Regions from separate parts of the Macaca mulatta genome. Here region 1 is linked to region 2. The links are chromatin contacts, called in public Hi-C maps. All regions are on one chromosome and are shown on one strand. The core of a region is the stretch at or near the end of the contact, and the rest is flanking DNA. Distances in the headings are between cores, read along the strand shown. Region 1 holds the start of IRF2BPL (interferon regulatory factor 2 binding protein like). Region 2 has its middle 72 kb from the start of IRF2BPL.

What was found. Hi-C and Micro-C count contacts between places; a contact is called where the count stands out from the background.
Region 1: a Hi-C map of liver shows a contact between it and region 2, with 2.7 times the contacts expected there. The contact joins the promoter of IRF2BPL here to the enhancer-like site in region 2. A contact is called at or near these places in 5 of 14 Hi-C or Micro-C datasets (CD4 T cells, cortical neurons, fetal cortical plate and 2 more).

Annotation. Positions count from the first base shown.
Region 1 is chr7:150,236,596-150,241,576 of T2T-MMU8v2.0, forward strand. It overlaps IRF2BPL (interferon regulatory factor 2 binding protein like), which reads right to left and starts at 3,112. Exons shown (of 1, transcript NM_001047124.3): 1 at 1-3,112. The coding sequence starts at 2,371.
Region 2 is chr7:150,165,329-150,170,713 of T2T-MMU8v2.0, forward strand. No RefSeq gene overlaps it. Among named protein-coding and RNA genes, the nearest start is that of IRF2BPL, 72 kb to the right of the region's middle. Within about 2 kb of position 3,848, at least 24 of the 40 cell types and tissues checked have an H3K27ac peak or open chromatin away from gene starts, as enhancers often do. A contact at or near this core is called in CD4 T cells and liver, where this site is marked.

The DNA of each region.
Region 1 (4,981 bases), core at 1,862-4,361, 71 kb after region 2:
TTTCCTTTTTCACTTTAACATCCCCAGCTAAGATAGTCGCGATTTCGCCTTGCATGAAGGCCCAAGGTACATTCGACCCGACTAGGGGGCATTTCTCACCGCTGGGGCAATACACCTCGCCGGTGGCCCCCTGGGCCTTGATACTCTCTCTAGAGCAAGGGAAGCAAAATTTGTGGCTGGGGACGGACGGGCACTGAACGAAATGCGTGTCCTCCAAACGTTCGTGGCAAATGGTGCAGCAGAGAGGTCCGCTGTTGGCCATGGGGGAATCCGGAATGTTTTGGGGATGCACTTGGTCCATGCCCGGGTGGGCGCTAGGCGGCGGGGGCGCCACCTGTAAATTCAGGTCCCCATTACGTGATGCCAAGCGGCGCTGCCCCGGCACGGAGGCCGGCGAGACTGGGCTGCTGCTGTTACGCCGCGCGGACGCAGTGGTAGAGTGCACGGAACTGCCATCCTTGGGCGAGTGCGCTGTGCCCAGAGTATCTGCCACCGACATGAGGGCGGCCATGGGGGACGGACCGTTCTGGGGGGCTGACTCAGGTGGGGTGGTCCGGTTAGAATGAGGTCCCAGAGGTGGGGGCGGCGGAGGCGGACCCCCTGCCGCGTGCCCCGGCGCCGCGAAGCCCCCGGCGGACATGGTGAGCTTCAGCGCCTCGCTCTGGTTCGCCATCCACTGTTGCCTCTGCTGCTCCTCGCCCAGCTTCAGCGCGCCCTCGGCTGAGTCCGGGGGCTCCGGAGAGGCCTTCCTCTTGCGCAGGCTGGCGGCTGCGCCCCGGCCCGAGGGCGCCGCAGGCGGCAGGGTCCCGGTCCCCGGGGGTGCGCTGGGGGCGCGGCTCAGACTCACCAGCGCCGTGGGCAGCATGGGACAGCTGGCGTCCAGGTAGGGCTGGGGCAGCATGTCAGCGCCGGGCACGCCCTCCTTGAAGAAGCGCACGGCCTCGGGGAGCAGGTCCCCAAGCAGGCGCCAGTCCCCGGAGCCGTGCTTCTTTTCGTACTCCAGGTACTTGAAACCCGAGGATAGGCCCCGGCCGAAGTCCTTCATGCAGTCCTGGTACATCTGCTTGGCCACACCAGACGCACTGGAGTACACGTTGCCCGAGCCCGTGGGGTACTCAATGAACAGCTTCAATTCGTAGTCCATGCCGGGCTTGGAGACCGCGTCGAAGGCGAAAACGCGGCCCAGCAGCGAGTGGTCCTTCTTGAAGCGAACCTCATAGGGCGTGCAGCCAGCCAGCGTGAGCAGCGTGTCGCGGACCATCTTGGGCTTGTTGGCCCATTCCTCGGCGCGGTTGCGCAGGCTCTCGCTCAGCTCGGCCAGGGCCTCGGCGTTGCGCTGCTTCTCCTTCAACTCGCGCTCCTGGTCTGTGCTAGACACCGAGCCGGGCCTCTTGCCACCAGCACCCACGCCCACCTCTGCCACCGACGAAGAGGTCGAAGACGACGCGGAGGACGACGTGGCCGATACACCCGGGGTACCCCCGAGACAAGCGGGGCCCCCAGGAGCCCCTGGGGGAGCAGGCGTTGGGGGCCCACGGCTGCCCAGAGCGTGGGGCGGGGGTGGGGGGAGTACTGCGGCGCTGGCCGGGCCGTTAAGCAGCGTCTGCGGCAGCAGGTTGGGGGGCACAGTAAGCTGGGGACCTCCGCCACCCCCCGGGTTGGGCAGCCCCGTCACCAGCCCACCGTGCGTCCCACGCCGAGACGCCACAGACGCCGCCGCTGAAGACGAGTTGGGACTCTGGCGGTTCAGCTCTGGGGGTCCCTCCTCCGGTGTTGGTTTGGGGAAGCCGTTTGGGCCCCCCAGGCCGTTGGGCAGCCGCGTGGCGTGGCTGCTGCTTCCCAGGCTCACCGGCGGTGGCGGGTACTCGAAGCGGCTGCGCTGTTCCACCGCGGCGGCGGCGGCGGCGGCGGCGGCGGCCGCGCTCAGGCCGTAGCGCTCCAGGCCAGACGGGGCCGCCAACACCGCAGGCTTGCTGGAACCATCAACGTGGTTGAGCTGTTGTTGCTGCTGCTGCTGCTGCTGCTGCTGTTGCTGCTGCTGCTGCTGTTGCTGCTGCTGCTGTTGCGCGGCGGCCGCGGCCGCTGCTGCTGCTGCTGCCGCCGCCGCCGCTTCCTTAGCCGACAGGGCCACTGTCTTGACCCCGACGGGCGGCGGCGGCCCAGGGGAGCGGCCGTCCTGGAAGCAGCCGTGCGCCCGCTTCAGCTGGCGCGCGGTCTCGATCACGAACTCGATGCGATCGGCGCCCTCGTAGTTGACGCAACCGCGGCATACGGGTTCCGAGAAGTCCCAGATCATGGCCCAAGGCATGCGGGGCAGGTCGCACAGGTAGCAAGATTGTCTCCGGGACGAGGACACCTGCGCCGCCGACATGATGCCGGCCCTGGGGAAGGTAGGCCCCCGCCCGGGCTGTCTCCGCGACGCCTTCTCCTCCGGGAGGACTGGCCGGCTGGGGAGGGAGTCCGACTGCGGGGGAGGGAGGAGGGGGGGCGAGAAAGTTCTGCCCCAGGGGCTGGAGGGAACGCGAGTCTCCACCGCCGGCGCAGCGCCTCGCCGTGGGGGCTCCACCGCCCGGGCAGCGGACGGGTTCAGCCCGCTCTTCGTCCCCACTTCCTACTGCGGTTGTCTCGTCGCGAGGGGAGCTCAGGCGCCTTCTTCCTGGTGCTGCAGACTTGGGTTGGAAGCTCCCGGCCCGAGGGGAGGGGGCGAGGGTGCCCGGTGCTGGCCGCCGTTGCCTCTTGGCCCCCTCCCCGGAGTGGATGGTTCGTGGAAGCTCGAAAGGGGCTGTCTCTTCCTTTCCCCGGGGGCCCCCCTACAAGCTGCGTCCTCTCCCCGACGGGCCCCCTGGGGCGAGGGCTAGAGGGTTCAGTGCCACCCGGTGCCCGGGTCCAATCTTGCTGAAGCCGCTGCTTCCCCGGAGGACCGGGGGAGGGGGTGGCAGCCGAGAAAGGACCGTCTCCCCTTCGCAGCGTCGGCCGTTCTGCTGGCGGCGGCTGGGTTTGCACCCCGGAGGGAGCCGCCGCGGCCACTGCTTCCAGGACGCACGAGAGCAGAGGAGAGGAGGGCACGCACGCAGGCTCCCGCCGCCCCCAGGCCTGGCCGGCGCCCGGGCCGCCGCGGCTGGCGGCGCTCACGTTGGTTGCAGGGCGCTCGCGCGGCGCCTCCGCCCGGGTCGCATCCCTTCCCGCTCGTGCTCGCGCTCGCCCGGAATGTGGGGTTGTGATTGTTACTCTACGTTCCGGAGGCGCGTCTCGGCGCTCCTGCTCCGGCTGCGGCTCGCGCTGTCCCCGGCTTGGCCGCGCGGGATGCCGCCCGGGCGGAGCGCTGACGTCACCGCCATGCTCTGCACCAGTTCTCCCCCCCTTCCCTTTACACTTCCTCTGTGGAGCCCACTTGTTGCTCCGGAAAGGCGCATGCGCGGCAGGTTGCCCAGATTCCTCCCAGCCGGCCCCTCCTCCGCGCCTCCGCCCTCCCCTCCCCCCTCGCCGTGTGTGTACAACAGCTGAGGCCCGGCGAGCTAATGCTGGAAGTCCAGAGCTGGGGGTGGAAATTAAACAGACGATGACCTTTCCTTTCCCTGCCCGGCATTCCCAAGTAAAAACGCATTTAAGAACCACTAGCGTCGTTTCCGATCCCTGCTCCCCACCCCACCCCCAAGCCTCGGCAGTGAATTTAAATGTCCTGTTTCAGGATTTTTCGCCGTGAATTTCGTATAAGGTATTAACCATTTCATCTGTGATTGAACCTTATCCCCCCCTCCGACGGGGATGTTACATTCATCGCCACCACTGATGCCGAAGCACCTGCAAAATTAACTGTTTTACAATCTTCCAGAAACTGTGTTTTCTATTTATTTTTGTGCCCTGATCTAGGAACCTGGGCTTCAACGATGGAGCTAAATGAATTCAGAGTGCGCTACCCTTCCCCCTAGCCGCACTCTAAAAATTTTGGCTGAACGTCTGAAGAAGATACGAGCACCCCGAGGCCTTTAAGGAAAACCGTCAACTGGCTGCGCACAGCTGCAGTTGAGGGCAGGGAGGGGTAGGGGCCGGAGAGGCCAAACAGGTGAGTGGTTTTTCTAGAGTTTGATTTTTAAAAGGTAGGGGCAGCATTTAATAATACTGGTATCTTTTTGTAAAGCACAGTCGCAGTTTTCAAAGTTATTTCTGAGGCGCTGTGATCTCACTCCATGCTGCCCCAGAAGGCAGAACAAGGCCGTGATTTCTTTTTTCTTTTTTTTTTTTTTTTGAGACGGAGTCTGGCTCTGTCGCCCAGGCTAGAGTGCAAAATGGCGCGATCTCCGCTCACTGTAACCTCTGCCTCCCAGGTTCTAGCGATTCTCCCGCCTCAGCCTCCCGAGTAGCTGGCCTAAGGCACCTGCCATCAGGCCCGGCTAATTTTTTGTATTTTTGTAGAGACAGGGTTTCACCATGTTGGCCAGGGTGGTCTTGAACTCCTGACCTCAGGTGATCCTCCTGCCTCGGCCTCCCAAAGTGCTGGGATTACAGGCATGAGCACCACGCCCAGCCAAGGCGGTGATTTCTTTTGCCTTATAAGATCACTGCTCATCAGTATTGCTTATGACACAACGGATTTGTTGGTCGTAGCTCTAGTTGGGGCATTTCTATTGATTATTCTAATTATTGGGTTTGCTTTTTTTTTATTTCATGAAAACTGAGATAATCCCAGGGAAGGCTGGAGAAGGGAAAGCAATATAATGGGATTTCGGGTTCTGGAGTCTGGCCAGCAGATAGAAATTTCCTCTCCATCACTTACTGGCTTTGCACCCTTAAGCTGGTTACTCACAAAATCTCTTTTCCGTCTGTAAAATGGAATGGTAGCTCCCATCTTATTAGGGTTAGACGGAATGGTAGCTCCCATCTTATTAGGGTTGTTTGAAATTTCAACTTGGGTTTTTTGTTTTTTTGAGATAGGATCTTGCTCTGTTGCCCAGGCTGGAGTGCAGTGGTACACTCGCAGCTC
Region 2 (5,385 bases), core at 2,598-5,097:
AAAAAAAAACAAAACTTGTGCCCTCAGGGAGCTGGAGTGGACTCAGACAGCCAAAAACAAACAAACAAGAAATATACTATGTCAGGAAGTGTAAGTGCTATGAATGAACGAAGAGAAAAAAGAATCGATGAATGCAATCATTTAGAGGTTATGACTAGACTTTAGAGATGATCTAATCTGAACCCCTCACTTTACAAATGAAGGCAAGCAGACCTAGAAAGGATGTTTAAGGTCACACGGTGAATTATTGGTAAAAGCTGGGCTGGTTTCCAGCTCTCTTTGGCTCTTCCAGGGCTGGAGGAATGCAGCTCAGCCCATGGAAAGGTGGCGGGGGGGGGGGGAGGGGGCCAGGGGGATGCAAAAGTTCTTTCTGGTTCTCTTTCTTTAAGGACAATCTTCCGGAAGCGACAGTGTGGGCAGCAATGGAGTTTACCGGAAGGTGCCTGGGCAGCTGGGCAGAAAGGAAGGGATCACCCAGCAGAAGCCATGGGAGCCCCTCTGTTACTTCTGAAGGTACCTTGGCTGTTCACCAGAGCAGAGGGCAGTATGGGCCCTGGTGCTCTCAGGATGCCTGAAGGGATGGGTGGGTGGCAAGGCCCATCCACCAGGGCACCGATGCTGCAGAGTGGTGGGACTAGGAGGACGGCTTGCACTGTGGGCCTGGCCTTTGGGGAAGAGTATTGTTCTGTTGCTGACGAAGCCCCAGCCCACATGCAGGACTTGGCTGGGAAGCTGAAACTACCCTGGGTGACCGGGTCATCTGTTTCCCAAGCCCCACAATTCTTTCCATTCCACCCAGCTCACCATCTTGGCATGCCCCCAATGCCCCACTGGGTGGAGGGAAACAGTAATAGTCATTTATGGAGTCTGCAGTCTGCCAAACACAGTTCATGCCTTATCTCAATGTATGATAATCCTTGCAACTACCCTATGAGTGCCTTGTTCTCCCCATTTCACACATGAGGAAACAAGCTCATGGAAGTTGTGACTTGCCCAGGGCCATAGAGCAGGAAGTGACACAGAGAACTTTCAAACCCAGGCTGGGCTAACAGGAAAGGCTGGGTTCTTTCCTCAGCTGCCCTTCAGACTCCTTCCAGAGGGCGTCCTGGAACCAGCCAGCCCATCCTCCAGATTGGCCTAGAGCATGGGCTGCCAGCCACACACTCCCCTCTCCCCCTACCATGCTCCCTCGTCCCCTGGGTGCTGGTTGCTCAGTGGCTCCCCATGCCCCCTGGCCCTCCGAGTCTCGGGTCCACGCCCAGCACGGTTTCTCTGCCAGGTGGCTCTACACTAGGCTCCTGGCCCAATGGCCAGACTGAGGTTGCCATGAAAATGCCCTACCCTTGGACTCCCTCGTGGGCCCCACAAGCCACTGGAATGTCTCAGAAATCCCACCCTTCAGGCCTACATCCAAATTGCCTCTCCCATACGGCCTCTCTCATTGCGAGCAACAGGAAAATCCTTTCAGATCATGTCCTGATTTTCAGTTGGAAAACAGATGGCCACCATTGCAAGGCTGGCCATACACCCTCTTACTTCCTTTTTCCCTTTCATTCCATTTTCTCTCTCTGTGTCCAATATCATGCTGTGGTTGTTACAAGCACAGACAGAACCTGAACTTGAATTTCAGATCTGCCCTTTCTCAGTCGTCCTTGGACTCTTGATGTCATCTTCCTTAATAATTGTGACTGCATTCTGCATTCTTGGCTTTTAAGTTTTTTAATTTTTTTATTTTTTGAGACAGGGTCTGGCTGTGTCACCCAGGCTGGAGTTCAGTGGCACGATCAGAGCTCACTGCAGCCTTGACCTCCTGGGTTCAAGCGATCCTCTCACCTCAGCCTCCCCAGTAGCTGGGACTACAAGCACATGCCAACACTCCTGGCCAATTTTTGTGTTTCTTGCAGAGACAGGGTCTCACTATATTGCCTGAGCCAGTCTCAAACTCCTGGGCTCATGCAATCCTCCCGCCTCAGCCTCCTAAAATGTTGGGATTATAGGCATGAGCCACTGTGCCTTGGCTTTTTGTGAGTATTGAAGAGATAATAAATTAGAATCAGTGCTACCCTCTCAGCAAGTTTTTTCCAACCTTCCTTCTTAAAATTACAAGCCCATCCCAACTCCAGCACCCTTATCCTCCTTCCCTTCTGTAGTTTTCTCCATAGCACATGTCACCATCTTATGTACTAAAACTTTCACGTATTTTGGTTATTAACTCTGCCTCCAATGGAATGTAAGCTCTATGAGGACAGGGAAAAAAATCTGTTTCCGGCTGGGCGCAGTGGCTCACGCCTGTAATCCCAGCACTTTGGGAGGTCAAGATGGGTGGATCACTTGAGGTCAGGAGTTCAAGACCAGCCTGGCCAACATGGTAAAACCCCGTCTCTACTGAAGATACAAGAAAATTAGCTGGGCATGGTGGCACACGCCTGTAGTCCCAGCTACTTGGGAGGCTGAAGCAGGAGGATCACTTGAACCTGCCAGGCGGAGATTGCAGTGAGCCAAGATCTCACTACAGCACTCCAGCCTGAGCAACAGAGCGAGACTCCGACTCAAAAACAAACAAACAAACAAACTGTTTTCATGGCTATGTCCTTGTGTCTAGACAGGGCCTGATGCACCATGGGCACTCAAAAAATATTTGTTTGAGACTGGGCGTGGTGGCTCATGCTTGTAATTCCAACACTTTGGGAGGCTGAGGTGGGAGAATTGCTTGAGACCAGGAGTTTGAGACTAGCCTGGGCAACATGGTGAGATCCCTTCACAAGAAAAAAAAAAAAAAAAAAAAAACGGGCTGGGTATCGTGCCTATAGTCCCAGCTACTCACGAGGCTGCAGCGAGAGGATCACTTGGGCCCAGTAGTTTGAGGTTATAGTGAGCTATGATTGTGCCGCTGCACTCCAGCCTGTAGGGCAGTGACCAAGGGAGGCCCTGTTTCTTTTTTTTTTTTTTTTTTTTTTTTTGAGACGGAGTCTCGCTGTGTCGCCCAGGCTGGAGTGCAGTGGCCGGATCTCAGCTCACTGCAAGCTCCGCCTCCCGGGTTCCCACCATTCTCCTGCCTCAGCCTCCCGAGTAGCTGGGACTACAGACGCCCGCCACCTCGCCCGGCTAGCTTTTTGTATTTTTTTAGTAGAGACGGTGTTTCACCGTGTTAGCCAGGATGGTCTCGATCTCCTGACCTCGTGATCCGCCCGTCTTGGCCTCCCAAAGTGCTGGGATTACAGGCTTGAGCCACCGCGCCCAGCCCCCGTTTCTTAAAAAGACATATACATTTGAATAAATGGAGTAATGGGACAGGGCCAGTGGCATAGGTATTTTTCAGAAGCTTGTGATTTTGAGGCACCCCTAAGTTTTCTAGGTGGATAAAGCACCTGGCAGGGCACCTGGCCTGAGGTTAGCTTAGTGCTAGAGGCCGGCTGATGGCATTATCTTGTTCCTTTAACTTTGCTCAGCCCACACCCATACCTTGGGCCTCCCAGTGATATCACTGGGAAACCCTGTGGCATCCTGACCCAAGGGCCCAGCCATTCCAGCTTCTAGCCCATCCCACCGGGGACAGCTCCTGGCTGCCACACCCTCCCTCCCCTCCTCTCACCCACTTGGGAAGGGTGAGTCAGGACAGAAGACCAGGAACAGTGGCCTCAGGCCACTCTCCCGCTGCCCAGGCAGCCTGTTCTGCCCAGGGCTGTGGCAGGAAGGAGCCAAGCCACAGGGCAGGCCAAGGCTGCGCGGGCAGCTCAGGGCAGGGGCCTGGGGTGGGGCAGAGGAGCTGCCCTTTCTTGCTGGGATCTCTCCGAAGGCCGCCAGCAGGCCCTGAACTCCCAGAGTTGCCTCTTCCACCGGGCCACTTTCACTTTCTCTTTTCGCCACAGAAGCAGAACCGGCAGGCCCAGCTCACAGAGATCGGAGTTAGGAGTCAGAAAAACTGGCTCGGCCAGTGGCTCAAGCCTGTAATCCCAGCACTTTGGGAGGCCGGGGGTGAATGGATCACCAGAGGTCAGGAGTTTGACACTAGCGTAGCCAACATAGTGAAACCTTGTCTCAACTAAAAATACAAAAATTAGCTGGCCATGGGAGGAGGTGCCTGTAATCACAGCTACTTTCAGGAGACAGAGGCAGGAGAATCGCTTGAACTCAAGAGGCAGAGGTTGCAGTGAGCTGAGATCGCACCATTGTACTCCAGCCTGGGCAACAAGAGCAAAACTCCGTCTTAAAAAAAAGAAAAAAGAAAAACTGGCACCTGGGAGGCCTCCTGAACATGGGAGAAAGGTGGCTCAACAGCCTCTGTGCCCCATATCCATGTGAGTAAATCTCAGCAGATAAATAGTAATAGTGAGAGTCCCTTATATTCCTCAGCCAGGAATACCTTTATTTATTTATTCATTCATTCATTTATTTATTTTTATTTTATTTTTTATTTTTGAGACAGGGTCTCACTCTGTCACCCAGGTTGGAATGCAGTGGTGCAATCTCAGCTCACTGCAACCTCCACCTCCCAGACTCAAGCAATCCTCCCACCTTAGCCTCCCCAGTAGCTAATTTTTAAAATTTTCTGTAGAGATGGAGTCTCACTATATTGCCTAGTCTAGTCTCACACTCCTGGTCTCAAGCGACCCTCCTGCCTCAGACTCCCAAAGTGCTGGGATTACAGGTGTGACTCACCACTTACTCGGCCTGCCAGGGATACTTTCAAAGCACTATCATGGTTATTATCTTACCGGATCCTCACTCTGGGGCGGGGATAGGGAAGACAGGAATTAAAAAACAAATGCAAAAAAAAATGTCCTCCAGGCTGGGAGTCAACTGAAGCCAGAGAGCCAGGGCAAGAACATTTTGTAGGTTTTGTATTTTGACAGATTTCCTCCCTGTTCCCGGAGGTTCACCTCAGAGCAGCAGAGCCCTGCTCAATCTCTGTCCATCCAGGAAGAAACTGAGGCAACCCTGGCAGGACCCAGAGTGGAAACACAGCTGACACCTCCATCACAGCCCCCTGTAACAGTCCAACACTCACAAAGGAAGGGAATTCACTCCTGGATTTCCCAGTAAAGCCAAGTGTGTCCTAGGAGCTGGCAAGGAGAGGAGGTGACATCTGGGAGAGGACCAGGAGCTGTCGACAACCCTGGAGAAGTTGTGTTCATTCTTACCTTCCAGATAGTAAATATTGCCTAAAGACAGAGCTAGCAACGGAGAGGGCAGAGATTCTCAAGCTTGATCAGGATTTCTCTAAAGCCTTCCTGCTGCTTTCAGGGGTCAGAAGCCCCTGCAGCTTTTTTTTTTTTTTTTTTTTTTGAGGCTGAGTCTCCCTCTGTTGCCCAGGCTGCAGTGCAATGGCATGATCTCAGCTGACTGCAACCTCCACCTCCCCGGTTCAAGTGATTCTCTTGCCTC